2 separate regions of the Mus musculus genome follow, and region 1 is linked to region 2. A link is a contact called in public HiChIP or PLAC-seq data. All regions are on one chromosome and are shown on one strand. The core of a region is the stretch at or near the end of the contact, and the rest is flanking DNA. Distances in the headings are between cores, read along the strand shown. Region 1 overlaps Rnf157 (ring finger protein 157). Region 2 has its middle 13 kb from the start of Gm26730.

The links. HiChIP or PLAC-seq counts read pairs in DNA pulled down with a chosen protein or histone mark.
Region 1: a CTCF HiChIP or PLAC-seq map of CD8 T cells shows a contact between it and region 2, with 8 read pairs. The contact joins two enhancer-like sites. A contact is called at or near these places in 3 of 15 datasets of contacts at CTCF or cohesin (CD8 T cells, large pre-B cells and pro-B cells), 21 of 484 Hi-C or Micro-C datasets (8-cell embryo, B cells, CD8 T cells and 14 more), 12 of 115 datasets of contacts at active chromatin or transcription factors (CD8 T cells, the HPC-7 cell line, the SCID.adh cell line and 7 more) and 3 of 9 other capture datasets (adipose tissue, liver and pancreatic islet).

What each region holds. Positions count from the first base shown.
Region 1 is chr11:116,393,405-116,396,306 of GRCm38.p6, reverse strand. It overlaps Rnf157 (ring finger protein 157), which reads left to right. Exons shown (of 19, transcript NM_027258.1): 2 at 1-118. Among named protein-coding and RNA genes, the nearest start is that of Rnf157, 18 kb to the left of the region's middle. Within about 2 kb of position 1,401, at least 58 of the 459 cell types and tissues checked have an H3K27ac peak or open chromatin away from gene starts, as enhancers often do. A contact at or near this core is called in CD8 T cells, embryonic fibroblasts and regulatory T cells, where this site is marked.
Region 2 is chr11:116,318,334-116,321,033 of GRCm38.p6, reverse strand. No RefSeq gene overlaps it. Among named protein-coding and RNA genes, the nearest start is that of Gm26730, 13 kb to the right of the region's middle. Within about 2 kb of position 1,418, at least 147 of the 459 cell types and tissues checked have an H3K27ac peak or open chromatin away from gene starts, as enhancers often do. A contact at or near this core is called in CD8 T cells, embryonic fibroblasts and regulatory T cells, where this site is marked.

The DNA of each region.
Region 1 (2,902 bases), core at 152-2,651, 75 kb before region 2:
CAGCTATTTTGCCAGCCACTTCATCATGGGAGGAGAGAAGTTTGACTCCACGCATCCGGAGGGTTACCTGTTTGGCGAGAACAGCGACCTGAACTTCCTGGGAAACAGGCCGGTGGCGGTAAGGGTAGACTCTCTTTACTGGCTGTGGGCCTACAGTGACCCGTGCACCCAGCCCTGTTAAAATCAAGTTTGCTGATGTGGCAGGGGGCTCTACGGGTTCGGTGTGGCCAGGCTGAGGGAGCTTTCCTGAGGATTCCCACTTCTAAGGGCATCTCCTTAGCAGTCCTGACCAGTGAAGGCAAGAACTGTGTTTACCGTCGTGTGTTGGACCTAGCACAGAGCCTGGTTCAAAACGAAAAGCCTTGGCAAATATTTGTTGAGTGAATGAATGAAGTTTCCCTGGTTTTGGAGTTGCACGCAGTCATGCCAGCACTTGGGAGGCTGAGGCAAGAGGATTGCTGAGAAATGCAAGGCAATGTTAGGCTCCAGAGTCAACCCTTAGGCTCTGTAAACTTGAAATGGGGACCATTCTGCATCTGCTTGAGGCTTTATAAAACAGCTGTCAGGGTGCAGAGGAAGGCCCAGGTACTGTTCTTCATATGAAGACCTACCCGAGGGAGGACATACTGGGTTTGGTTTGGTTTTTTTGTTTTTTGGGTTTTTTTGGGGGGTGGTGGTGGTATAGGGCCTTATGAAAGTGCTCCATCTCCAGGCCTCATCTCTATTCCATAGCTCTGGTCTGGCTGTCCTGGAATTTGTTATATAGACCAGATTGGTTGAACTTACAGAGCTCTACCCGCCTTTCCTTCTGAGTGCTGGGATTAAAGGTGTGGACTACCATGCCAAGTTTATTATATTTTATTTTCTTAATCGGTTCACTTGGTAGGACAGACTGTCTTGGACCTCACTCTGTGGTCTAGACTCAAGTCTGTCTACCTTGGCTTCCTGAATGCAGGATTACAAGCCTGGGCCACCGTGTCTACCTGTCCCGGGACTTGCAGTCCCTCTCATTTTATTTTATCAGTGAAAGACAAGTAGCGGTAGAAGCTGGCATATAGAGACTGTGTGCCTGGTCCAGGGACCTTTCCAATGTTTTACATGAAATTTGCTCCCTGTCTTATAAGTAGATCTGCCTTGCTGTAAATCAGTCTTTTGCCTCTTGCTGCTTTGGAGAACTCTCTCTTCCACATGAGCGGGGCAGCTAGAACACGCAACAGGAAACGTTAGCTAAGAGAGAAGGTCTACAGTGACTGAGTTCTGCAGGAATGAGAGTGGGAGTGAGTGCTGCCAACGATTGCTTGGGTGCTGAGCTGAGGGACTTGGGTGGGGCTTTGGGAACTGACTGACTGGGCTGGTGGGAAAGGACTCTCACCTAGAGGGAGGTGCAGAGTTTAAGTCTAAGCCACCCCTGTGTTTGTAAACTTGACAGTCACTGAGCAACTGCCAGTGCCAGCTCTGTGGTAGGTGCTAGGGACACAGGGCTGAAGTGACTGAGTTTGATGATCTTGGAACAGACAAGGGAGGCAGACTGGCCTGTGGCAGAACAACAGTAGAAAGCTGAGTGGGCTGCACTGCCCGAGAGGCTGACATCCCCTCCTGTTATTAGACGCGTTCTCACGACCGGCCAGGAAGAACACCACAGACCAGAATCTTCTGCGGCAAAGCTTTATTCTTACATCTTCAGGAAAAGAGAGCAAGAAGCAAGAGAGAGAAAAGCAAGAGAAAGAGAAAAGCAAGCAAGAGAGCGAAAAAGCAAGAGAGAGAGAAAACGAAACCCCTTTCCTCTTTAAAGAGAACAACAATTGCCTAGGGCGCATCACTCCCTGATTGGCTGCAGCCCATGGCCGAGCTGACGTTCACGGGAAAAACAGAGTACAAGTAGTCGTAAATACCCTTGGCTCATGCGCAGATTATTTGTTTACCAACTTAGAACACAGGATGTCAGCGCCATCTTGTGACGGCGAATGTGGGGGCGGCTTCCCACAGTTCCCCCTTTTTCTTTTAATAAGAGCAAATAGGCCACCCAAATTAATGAGAGTGGAGATAGAGGTCAAATCCCCAGTGTGTAGGTAAAGGAGCCATGTACAGGATTAGCTCTTAGGCTTACAGGCTTTTACCCAGAGCAACCCTGACCTGCTCCCGTGTCGTTTTGCCTGGGGGAAGGGAACTAGGACACTGAACCTTCATGAAAGATGACATGTCTCCCTAGAATAGGCTCATATATGCCGCAGAGCCTTTCCATTGCAGTGCTTAGCCTTGCAACTCTCTCGGGCTGCTGAAGCACACTCACTCTATCTCGTGCAATGAGACTAGCCTCGTGAGATATAAGAGCTGAGTGGCCAGCGACCTATTGCCTAAGCATAGATATATCAGGGGAAGCTCCATGTTCTAGTCCTGCAAGCGCCTGGGCAATAACCACCTTGTCTCTCTTAGTTTGGGCCTTAAGCTTACAGACCAATCAAAGAAGCAACACTAATCCACAGCAAAGTGTATCTCCAAATAATATTAATCCCACCCAATTTTTTAAAGAAAGAAAATGCTGAGGAGATCCAATTGGGTAATCCTTTGGTCAGGGACAGGTCCAAGCGCGTGGAGTTGACCTGAATGATGGCAAGCCTCGAAGGGTCTGTTCAAATTCAGCCATCCAATTCTGTAACATATACTGAAAAAGACTTTTTGACAAATTAGCTGTCCTAGTAAATTTAACATACTGAATGGAAATAACACACAATCCCGGAAACTTTTGTTCACATCCCTGCTGAGTTATTTGTCATAATACATCTAGTTGTTTCTGGACAAGATCTATGAGTTGATTAACCAGCATGAGACCTCTCTGTATCTTGACATTAGCTGAGGCCTGTTCATCTATGACTGTAGTCACTGAGGCTGACAAAGTGTTAAT
Region 2 (2,700 bases), core at 169-2,668:
AAAACCCAAAAACGATAGTCTTTATTAAAGACAACTGGTGGTATGTGTTGGCATCAGGACCTCCCAAACCTATGACATCACATAGGTGACAGCAAAACCTGCAGACTGGTTGCCAAGGCAACAGGCACCCTATTCCCAACATCCACTTGGCTCACTTTCCACCTTTACCTGAGTTACGTCATTCTCGATATAAATAAGGAGAACTCCCCTCCCTCACACTCTCTCCCCCTCTTCTCTTTCTGCCGCCACCTTCTCTCTCTTCTCCCAATAAAACCTCGTCCACGTGGAACTGTCTTGGCCTAGCGTGCTGTTGAGATGCAACCCGCCATTCTAACACATCAGTGTGTGTGATGTCTTTCCAGGTCGGGTGTACACTGATGGCGGCTGCACACATCTTTCTTTGGCCTTTCTGTTCATTCATTCATTCCATCAGTCACTCGACGAGCCTCAGGCTGGAAGACTCTCCTGTGGGTGCGCAGGGCGCTCTTAAACACACTCAGTAAAACCGAGCCTTGGTCCTAGAACCCTTGCTTCAGGGTAGTTCTGGATCAAGGGACTAAGACCTCCCATTTCCCACCACAGAGGAAGGATCTGCAAGTGTTGTGCTGGGGAGGAAAAAGGCCTTCTCTGCACCCCCACCCCTATCCAGCAGCTCCGGAGACCCCAGCCTGAATGTGGTCTGCCTCTGCCCAGCCACCTCCAGTACCTGGGGCACTGGTGTGGACTCTTCACTTGTATCCCAGTCACAACGAAGCCACATTCTTCTTTATCTGTCTTGAGACAGGGTTTCTCTGTGTAGCCCTGGCTGTCCTGGAACTCACTCTGTAGACCAGGCTGGCCTCGAACTCAGAGATCCACCTGCCTCTGCCTCCTGAGTGCAGGGACTAAAGACATGCGGATCAGGTGAAACCACATTATCTTACCTCAGTCAGCTGCTCTAAAGTGCCTTAGCTTTCTTAGTCGATACCTGTTCTTACTCCTCTGGTGACAGAGCCATCTCTGCCTTACTTCTCACAGAATAGATATCTTCCTGGGACCCACCTTCCCACCCTTCAGAATCCAGGACACATCTGTGCCTCTCTGGTGGGCCATTCCCCTGTGGTGGTTTTTCCTTTAACCAGTCCCCACAGTCCTTGTCCCTCCTGTGACTGGCAGGACATAGATTTGCTGTGAATCCCAAATTCTCAAAAGGACTTTCTTTTCTGCAGTCTTAGCAGGGAAGGGGGATCTCTTCCTGTCTCTTCCCTCCCAGGCTTTCCCTAGTTTTCTCTCTACCTACACAGACAGGTTATTGAAAACCCCAGCGATGTTTGTGATCTTGCACAGGAACAAGGGCAAACGTCCCTATGCCTGGAGTCAGGGAGCCTCTGTCCTCATGTGTGGATTGAACCCCACGCTGCCAAACAATGCAAATCAGGATGCCCAGCATGTGAAAGCGCTGAGTCACATTCTGGGAACAGGAGCCCTGGGGACCATGCCCTTCAGCAGTGCGTGCTGCCGCGTTTGCGTTGCAGGAGTGCCCCGGGGGCTGCGCTGGGCTGCGGGAACATGCTTGTAGGTGCAACTGGGCTATGGAATCGCGCTGGGAGCTGCAATTGGGCTATGGGAGCACTCCGGGGACTGCAACTGGACTGCACCTGGGCTGAGGGAGCACGCCCAGGGCTGTGAGGGCGCCCCTGTCCAGGCCAGAGCTGATCTCCCCGCAGCACCAGCTGGACTAGGAGACTAGCGATCACGGGATTCGGGGCGCGCTGGGCACCCACTAAACTTCCGGGGCCAGACCGCAGGCCCCTGGTCCAAAAAGAACTGCCCCGGTTCCAGACGACGCCTGCACTTCCTCTCTCCCTAGCGGCGCGCGCCCCCTGGTGGACGCCGTCCTGCTCGCTGCTTCCCCACCGCGCTGGGCTCTAAGCTCCCCGCAGGAGAGTGGTGACCCCCTTCCCAGAGCCAGCCCAGGATAGGAGAATAGTGGAAAATGCCGTGGTCTGAAAAGATAACGGTGTGAGCTAGTGTGCATACGTGTGTGAGCATATGAAATGATACATGTGTAAATAAATAAGCGTTGTGTATGTGTGAGTGGATGTGGTATGGATGTGCACATAGTGTAAATGGGGCACTGGGTGGGTGGCTGATGTGTGATTAAGTGATCCATCGTGGAGGGCAGGGGCAGGGTGTATGTCTAGTGGCCTCCAGTGTCCAGGCACGGTTGGGTAACTCCTGAAAGCCTTTTTGTGATACTCTAGGGATTAAACCTAGGGCTTTGGAAGTTAGCCAGGCCACACTCTTCTTAACTTTGTTTTGTGTTCTGAAACAGGGTCTTACCACGAAGTCTTAGCTGGCCTGGAACTTCCTATGTAGACCAAGCCAGCACAGCGGGTAGCCAGCTTCTGCCTCCTGAGTGCTGGGGCTAATGGTGTTTGCCACCACACCTGGCTCTTTTTAACTTCTATATTTACATTTGTAAATTCTCTGAGAATTTCATTCATGAGTACTGTATTTACATCATTCCCACCATGCCCTTCCCCCTCTAGCTCCCCCCAGGGGTGAGACCTTAAGAACTTTCTCCCACTGATGAACCAACTGGTGTCACTGTGTTGGTCTTGTCTAGGTAGCCATATTGTTGAGATTTCTTGGGTGTAATTTCCCCTGCTGTGTCTACAAGACACTGTCTTGTTGGTCCTCGGGTTCTTACAACCGTTC